Regions from separate parts of the Mus musculus genome. Here region 2 is linked to region 1. The links are chromatin contacts, called in public promoter capture Hi-C maps. All regions are on one chromosome and are shown on one strand. The core of a region is the stretch at or near the end of the contact, and the rest is flanking DNA. Distances in the headings are between cores, read along the strand shown.

Region 1 (4,132 bases), core at 891-3,390:
TATTATATTTATTTTGTGCATGTGTACTTGTATCCCATGGTGAACTCAGGTCATCAAGCTTCGCACTAAGCACCTATAATCCTCTGAGTCACCTTGCCAGTCTCTCTCTCTCTCTCTCTCTCTCTCTCTCTCTCTCTCTCTCTCTCAACAAAACACCATCTTCTGCTTCTGGCAGGCCTAGACCTTACTAAATAGGCTAGGCATGCCTCAAATTTAGAGATCTATCTGCCTCTGCCTTCCAAGTACTAAGATTAAAGTTGTGAGTCATCACACCCTGTTGTTTCAAAACAACAACGACAATAAATAAACCTAGGTGAGGTTGGAAGATTGTCTGGAGTTTAAGGTTAGCCTGTGGGCTTAGTGTAAGCACGAGTTTCCAGGTGTAAACAAAGCCTAAAGAGGTGTATCACACCTGTAATCCTAGAATCACTGTGAATTCTAGGCCACCCTGATCTACATAGTAAAATCCAGGCCTGTCTGAGCTACATGAGATCTTGGCTCCCACTCTCCCACAAAGAACTAAACAACCATACAAAGAAGCCTAGTGAACAGAAGCACAATAATTTCTGTTTAACTAGTATTAAACAGCAGACAATATTCCAATTCAGTATTTGAATCTCAAGAGTATTTTCTGTTAAATGTAAATACATGCCCATAAAATATTGTTTAGCCTATAAAGAGATAACGAAGAAAGATGTCCCTGGAATTCTACACATGTGTTTTATGTTTGTTAACTGGGGAGGAAGGTTCACTATTAGTTTTGCTGTCTTGAAGTTGCTTAGTTTTTCTCAAGGTTTGCAGTTCTGAATGACCACTTCTGAGGTACACATCTTCATCCCTCTGTAGACTGGAAATTCTGCATTCCTTTTATTGGCAGGGTTTCCTTGGGAAATGTGAAATTCCTAGTAGGAGCAGGCTGCTTGAGTCAAACACTATCTGTTCTTTCAGGCAATTAGACTGGCTAGGGGCCCAAGGTGAGTGAGTGAGCTGGCTTTGTAGAGTGTATCATGGCTCCACCTAGCTCAAGTCCTGGCAGCCTCCTCGGAGTTTTTAAGATTGTCCTGGGAAGTGAGCCTCTTTCTGCCTTAGCTTGAGGCTAGCACAGCAACTCGACCTTTCACCTACTTAAAGAAAAGTTCACAGACCAACTAAATAATAGGTTAGGTTAAGAAAAAACAACTCTGCTACGAACAGTCTCTTTCTAATATTACACTCCAGTGGCTGATTTAGTCATTTGTGTTTTGCTGGGTGAATGTTTTGAGTGGGGGGAGGCAGTTGTAAAATAAATGCCTATATCCTGATGTAGTGTCCAAGAGGATCTATACAATGGCAAACTAAACAACACACACAGTCATAAAGATTCATAAAGCTTTTTTTTTTTTTTTTTTTCCGAGACAGGGTTTCTCTGTATATCCCTGGCTGTCCTGGAACTCACTTTGTAGACCAGGCTGGCCTCGAACTCAGAAATCCGCCTGCCTCTGCCTCCTGAGTGCTGGGATTAGAGGTGTGCGCCACCACGCCCGGCTGATAAAAGATTATTTTTGAGTAAAGTTTCATCCTTTGCAAACATGAAATGTGGGTATGCGAAGATTTACGAGTAAACGGGATACACGCTGCATTAAACGAAGCCCATGCAAGAGAAATAATACAGGGCATGCTTTGAGCTTTCCCCTTCACAAGCATTTTCAAACGTCATTTTTTTTTTTTTCTCTTTGCAAGATTTGCTAGAAATCCGTGTTCAAACTAGGATAACGAACCCAGTCCTGAGAAGAATGGGGAAAAAAAAAAACAAGCAGGTTATTTCTTCGTTTATATTGAGATTTATGCATCGCAGCAGTGAAGGCGGGTTTTGCAGTTCTCAGCGGGGGCACCCTGGACGCCTCAGGTCTTCCCGCCCTGCGCCCCCTGCCCAGCTCCCCTCTGCAGCTGCTGTAGCTGCGGGTCCGTCCCGCCGCTCCCCTCCCCAAGGGCTCAATCCCCGCCCTGCGAGGGCCCCAGTCGGGTCCAGCCGTCGGCGGCTCCGCAGAATGACCCATAGTAACCTCGCCCCGCCCCTGCCGCCAGCACCGCGCTCCCCAGGCCGGCATTTGATAGGCCGAGCCCCGCACGCGCCACCGCCCGCGGGCCAATGGGCGGCGGTCTCTTTGCATATGCAACGAGCGCCAGCCCGGGGTGCGCGTCCAGGACTGCGGCTCAACAGACGCTGCTCAGCCGGCGCCCGGGAAACGTCGCTGCGGTTGTGGCCGCGGTCGCGGGCTCGGACGAGGAGGCGGCGGCAGAGCGGGAGGCTGAGCCGGCAGCAGGCGGTCGTCCCCGTCTCGCAGGGCGGCCCCAGCAGCTGCGTCAGGGTCCTGAGGAGGTGGCGCTGGGCAGGAGCCGCTCTGAGGAGCAGCCAGGCCTGCGTGGGTCGGAGCCCGCGGTGAGTGCGCGCAGCGCCCGTTGTGAGGCGATGAGGGTCGCGGGATGGCGGCCAGGCCTCCCTCCTCCCACTCGGCGAGCGTGCATGCCGCTCGCCGGTGCCTGAGGGGACTCCTGGGCCGCGGGGTGCTGGGCCGTGGCGAGGGTCGGGGAAACGGGGGTTGGTGGAGGGTGAGTGGCGAGTAGGGCGTCCTCGCGGATTCGGGGAAACCGCCGGCGTGGAGCTGCGGGCGCGGGAGGAAGGATGCACCGCGGCCTCCTCCGCGGGCGCGGGCACGTGGGTGGGGTCGTCCCGCTCCACGCGGCCGCGCGGCGTCCGTGGGAGGTACCAGCGCCCAGAGGGTCCCTGAAAACTGCGGGTGTGGGACAGGAAATGCGGGTGCGGGCGGTGGGAATGGCGTGGGGAACCTCTGGTGTCTCCTCCTAAGTGCGTTTTAGTCTCGGACGAGTCAGTCATGAGATGCATACATAGGCAGCCCCGGGGGTCACTTGTGATCCCCGTGATGGGATTTCACAGATGAAGATCCAACTGTATGGTCCGTTCTGGTTCTAGAACAGGTATTCCGATCACTTGTACATAGAGCCCCTCAACTTAGAAAGGGCAGGACAGTTTTTGGGAATCCAGTGGAAACTAGAGAGGGGGGATTGATAACTGCCTAGAATGACAGAGCTGGCATTTACTGAGCTTTTTTTAAAGGCCACACACCAAGAACTTTGTGCATGGCTATGTTTACATTGTTAGTCCACCGGGACGGTCGCACATTCTCAGTTTTACAGCGAGAGAGCCTGCACTGTGGACACGTTAACTTAGCCCAGATCTGAGCTACTAGGAGAAGCTTGAGCCCCAGGAGGGCCTGTCTGAATCTAGAACAAATCTCTGATGGCTTTAGTAGCAACAGCCCTCTGTTGGTGTTTGAATGGTTTCCGTGGCTTTGGGTTTCTAGGTTCTTTTGGGTCTTAGGGGTTCTGCAGAGCTGTAGTTTGGTGTTTTTGTTTTTCCTGTTTGTTTTAGGCTGTTTTGTATGCGCACTTTGGCTCTGAGTGTTGTTGAAGGGTGCTGCTGAGTTGCCCCTAGAAGTGCATGCAAAGCTTATTACAGAGAGGGAAGTGTTGGGACTTGAGAGTGCGTTTTCTGGTGTCTCCCTGAGCACCCCTCACATGTAGAGTTGAAGGCTGATTGTATTTTCTAACTTAGGCTCTGATTCTTCTGTCATAAAGTGCCTTGACTCCAGTGTGGCCACAGGAGAGGGTCACCTGGTATCTTTGGAGTCCAGTTACTGGATTTGTAGGACATTTGGGCCGAGTGACTGGTACCCTGTGAGTCCCAAGATGTCCTCCTTGGAGAAAGCAAAGAAAGAAGGACACACTGAAGGACACTGTGTGTGGGAATAACACTAGCGCCTTCCTGATTCAGTTAATTGTTCACGGAGAGCCTTCTCATTGAGTCATGTCAGGCATCTTAGCAGGTGCTGGGAGATATAACAGGGATAGGTTGATCTGTCCCTGTGCCCTCAGGCTGGGATTAGACTACATGCCAAGGATTTTGTAGATAAATGGGTGATTGCAACCTATGTTACATGCAATAAAGGTGAAGTATTGGATGATTGAAGATTCTAACAAGCATTATGATTTACATGGAAATCCAGGGAGCTGCTTTTTAAGAACGGATTATGTGAGATTTTTTTCCTAGATGTCCAATTTGTGCTCTGAGGCT
Region 2 (4,132 bases), core at 901-3,400, 150 kb before region 1:
GATGCTGGGAATACCAGGCGGCCAGGTTTCTGCTTTGATATGTTAACTAAGCACTTCAGCTAGTTGTCCCACAGTTTGAGATTTAACTTTCATCTCCCAAGTGCAGGAATTACAGGCAAGTACCACCATTGGTGGCTTCCTGTTAGTTTTTTTTTAATTTTTAGAGATCAAGACGACTGATAGGAAACAATAAGAATCTAAAGAGTTAAACTTTCTCATCCTTTCAAGCCAGTGATTGCCCAAGTCTAGTGGCCACACAGTCTATATCCACACATGGTCACACACTGAATGCCCAAGGGTTGAGGAAAGGATTCAGCTGTTGATCAAATGAGGTAAATGAAGATGGAGCTGGCTGTGGTGGTGCATGCCTTTAGACCTAGCACATACGAGGCAGAGACAGATGGATCTCTGTGAGTTCAAATTGACTCTGGTCTACAAAATGAGTTCCAGGCCAGCAAGGCTACATAATGAGACGCTGTCTCAAAAAAAAAAAAAAAAAAAAAAATCAAAACAATAAAATGATGAGATGATGATAGGTCAGTGAATTGACCCCCTGTTGGGTCAGAGAATGACTTCAACGGACTGTGATATGTGTTTGGGCGGGAGAACAGCTTGCTCTTCGTTCATGCCCAATATCCAGTAGCCATATAACAGTTCACAACTGTCTGTAACTCAAGTTCCAGGGATCCAATACCTCTTCTGGCCTCTGTGGGCACCCAGACATACATGTAGTACACAGACAGACAGACAGATCACCCATACACATAAAATCAAAATAGAAAAAAACCCTACACATATAAAAGTAAATAAGTCTTTTAAAACACGATGGTTCTTGCTGATCCTGATGTTGCCTGCCTGTAAGCCCCTTAGGGAGGTGGGTCACGAGATCAAGTTCATTAACATATGGAATGCAGCTCACCTGAGCAACAGGAGTCCCTCTCTCAAGCCAGTCCTCCACCTCCAACAAAAGATTCAATTGTTCTTTACTAGCTGCTTTCTGTGAGGTGACAAATGCATCATCAATAACATTCTAAGTGGTTAGGACCAAGGGTTTTAGGTGTTCTGCATATCCTACCATTTGTATCTTTCATCTGAATTTCATTTCATCTCTGTTCTGCCTAGCTTCCAGGAAAGGACAAGACAGAGTCTTCAGCACTTACCTACAATTACAGCTCTTCTCCTTCTCTCCTCTTCTCGCCTCTTTTCTCCTCTCCTCTCCTCTCCTCTCCTCTCCTCTCCTCTCCTCTCCTCTCCTCTCCTCTCCTCTCCTCTCCTCTCCTCTCCTTTCCTCTCCTCCTCCTCTCTCTCTCCCCTCCCCTCCTCCTCTCTCTCTCCCCTCCCCTCCTCCTCTCTCTCTCCCCTCCCCTCCCCTCCCTTCCCCTCCCCTCTCCTCTCCTCTCCTCCTCCCCTCTCTCTCTCCGCTCCCCTCCCCTCTCCGCTCCCCTCCCGTCCCCTCACCTCGCCTGGCCTCACCTGGCCTCGCCTGGCCTCTCCTCGCCTGGCCTCTCCTCTCCTCTCCTCTCCTCTCCTCTCCTCTCCTCTCCTCTCCTCTCCTCTCCTCTCCTCTCCTCTCCTCTCTCTCTCCTCTCTGTCTGTCTCTGTCTCTCTATCTGTGTGTGTGTGTGTGTGTGTGTGTAGGTTGTTTTAATTGTTGAGACAGGGTCTGGTAGCCCAGGCTGGCCTCTACTTTGAGTCCCAATTTCCCTAGCTCCAAATTGGCATGAATACTTCGAAGTGTTGCTATGGAGTCAGGGCATACCTGGCAAGAGACTGTCACAGTGTGTGACATAATATTCAATCACAGAATCTCCCACCTAGCATGGAGGGTGGCTCAGAAAGAACTCTAAGAAAGAAGAAAGTACCTCTTCGACCAGAAAAACAAAACTAAAACAAACAAACAAACAAAAACAGTTTTGCCAAGAAGTTACAAATGGTGCCCTTCCCCTTTTCTTAGGAAGACCTTTGCACACACATTTCCCTTTGCCTGTAGACCTCTTCAGTTAATTAAAGCAATCATTTAAAACTCAAGGGCTGGAAAGACAGCTCAACTGTTAAAATGCTTGCAAGCGTGAAAAATCTGAATCTGATGTCCAGAATTCAGGTAAAAAGTCAGGCTGGTGAGGTAATACCAGAGCACGCCCAGAGCTTTTGGGAGCTTTTGCCAGAGCAGCCTAATTGGGTGAGTCCCAAGCTCCGTTGACTCTATCTCAAAAACCAAAGTCGAGGGCTAAGATAGTATTGAGAAACATATCTGAGGTTCACTTCTGGTCTCTCCACATGCTGCTGTGCACACATTTAAGAAAACTATGCAGGTAAACGCTGAGAAAGAAACAGGCACAAGAAGTTGTCCCACCGGATTCTAACTCTTTCACTCTAGCGTTTATAATAGGGTCTTGTAATTGTATACTATTCAGTTGTATGGTTAGTTTGCTTAGATTTTTTCCTGCCCCCCCCCCAAAAAGGTCATTTTCTCACAAGATAATGGAGATTTGGTGGGCTTTCAGTATATATGGGTTAAGAGAATGAATGAAAGGAAATCATCCAGGATTTGTGTAGGAATTTTAGGACACAAAAGAAAACACAAAAAGAGAGACCCGTGCGTGCACTCGCATACGCACACACCTTGGGGGGGGGGGTAGTGTGGAGACCCACACTAATAAACGCAAGTCCCACACTTTCCTCCAGCTAGTGCTGGACCTCAAAGAACTAACCAAACTACCCACTCCCCAATTCTTGGCTTCAGAGGATGAGGTGGGTTTATGGGTGGATGCTGGAGCTGAGTGCTAGGCGGTCTATCAGATGAACAATGGTCAAATACGGGTGGAGGCCCAGGCCCTAGCGATTGGGCAGGCAGGCTGACCTCTCCCACGAGTGACCAGGGTTCTGCCTCAAGCTGTGATTAGTGATCCCCAGCACCCCGCCTCAACGCCGCGCACCCTCCCTCACCTCCTGCCCCAGGGCGAATTGGTTCCTTTCCGGCCAGCTGGAGCCTCGGCCTCCCAGTCGGTAGCAGTACCACAAATCCTGCGAAAGGAGTCCTCCGGGTAGAACCATGATGGTCGAGTTCGCGCCACTCAACACCCCGCTGGCACGGTGCCTACAGACCGCTGCGGTGCTGCAGTGGGTCCTGTCCTTCCTCCTGCTCGGTAAGAGCTCCGCCGTGCCAAACACTCACCAGACACAGTCCCTACCCTACTGCGCACAGCCTCTGGTTCCTGGGTCTGCCTGGTCAGACAGTGTTCACCTACTGTGGGACTCCCTGCTTTGGATTCCTCTCCCTCTCTCCCTCTCTCCCTCTCTCCCTCTCTCCCTCTCTCCCTCTCTCCCTCTCTCCCTCTCTCCCTCTCTCCCTCTCTCCCTCTCTCCCTCTCTCCCTCTCTCCCCCTCTTCCCCCTTTCCCCCTCCCCCTTTCTCTCTCCCTCTCTCCCCCTTTTCCCCCTTTCCCCCTCCCCCTTTCTCTCCCTCTCTCTCTCTCTCTCTCCCTCTCTCCCCCTCTTCCCCCTTTCCCCCTCCCCCTTTCTCTCTCTCTCTCTCTCTCTCTCTCTCTCCCTCTCTCCCCCTCTTCCCCCTCCCCCCCCTCTCTCTCATATTTCCTCTATGTAGCCCTGGCTGTCCCAGAAGAACTTGCTCTGTAGAACTCTTTATGCTGGCCTAGAACTCATAGATCTGCCTGCCTTTGCAAGGCAAGTGTTGGGATTAAAGACATGTGCAACTATGACTGGCCCGTACTATTTTGTTTCTAAAGCGAGGTTTGTCTTACTTACAATGGAAGACAATATACAGCTTTTCAATATACAGCTGGGTAAATTGGGGGCAACTATGGTCTCCCAAATGTAGTGATGGTCCCATCTAGAAAGTGGGTGCTATACAAAGTTTCATTTTAGTCTCTCAATGGCTGCCAATTCATTTCTGGATCCCTCAACTCATAATGAGTAAGTAATGCCCCTAGGTATTAAAACTTTGCCATCTTGACATCAGGACAAAGAGCTATTGTTAGTTTTCTATTTTCGGGTTGCCTTCGCTCCCGGGCTTTTCTGCCTAGACCCAACTACATGTTTGGGTTGGATTCGAGCGCCTTCTGTTTGGAAATAATTCACCCTGGGGTGTGTTCTGGAGTAAGGCTAAGCCCACG

What was found. Promoter capture Hi-C pulls out the DNA fragments that hold promoters and counts their contacts.
Region 2: a promoter capture Hi-C map of embryonic stem cells shows a contact between it and region 1. The contact joins the promoter of Mogat1 here to the promoter of Utp14b in region 1. A contact is called at or near these places in 16 of 39 promoter capture datasets (the 3T3-L1 cell line, 3T3-L1-derived adipocytes, the C10 cell line and 9 more), 2 of 15 datasets of contacts at CTCF or cohesin (CD8 T cells and the NIH/3T3 cell line), 3 of 484 Hi-C or Micro-C datasets (astrocytes, embryonic stem cells and myocytes), 15 of 115 datasets of contacts at active chromatin or transcription factors (the 230-238 cell line, bone marrow-derived dendritic cells, embryonic hindbrain and 9 more) and 4 of 9 other capture datasets (adipose tissue, embryonic stem cells, liver and 1 more).

The regions. Positions count from the first base shown.
Region 1 is chr1:78,655,685-78,659,816 of GRCm38.p6, forward strand. It overlaps Utp14b (UTP14B small subunit processome component), which reads left to right and starts at 2,141. Exons shown (of 3, transcript NM_001001981.3): 1 at 2,141-2,419. Acsl3 (acyl-CoA synthetase long-chain family member 3) reads left to right here and starts at 2,141. Exons shown (of 15, transcript NM_001033606.2): 1 at 2,141-2,419.
Region 2 is chr1:78,508,910-78,513,041 of GRCm38.p6, forward strand. Mogat1 (monoacylglycerol O-acyltransferase 1) reads left to right here and starts at 2,151. Exons shown (of 7, transcript NM_026713.3): 1 at 2,151-2,179; 2 at 2,959-3,146. The coding sequence starts at 3,053.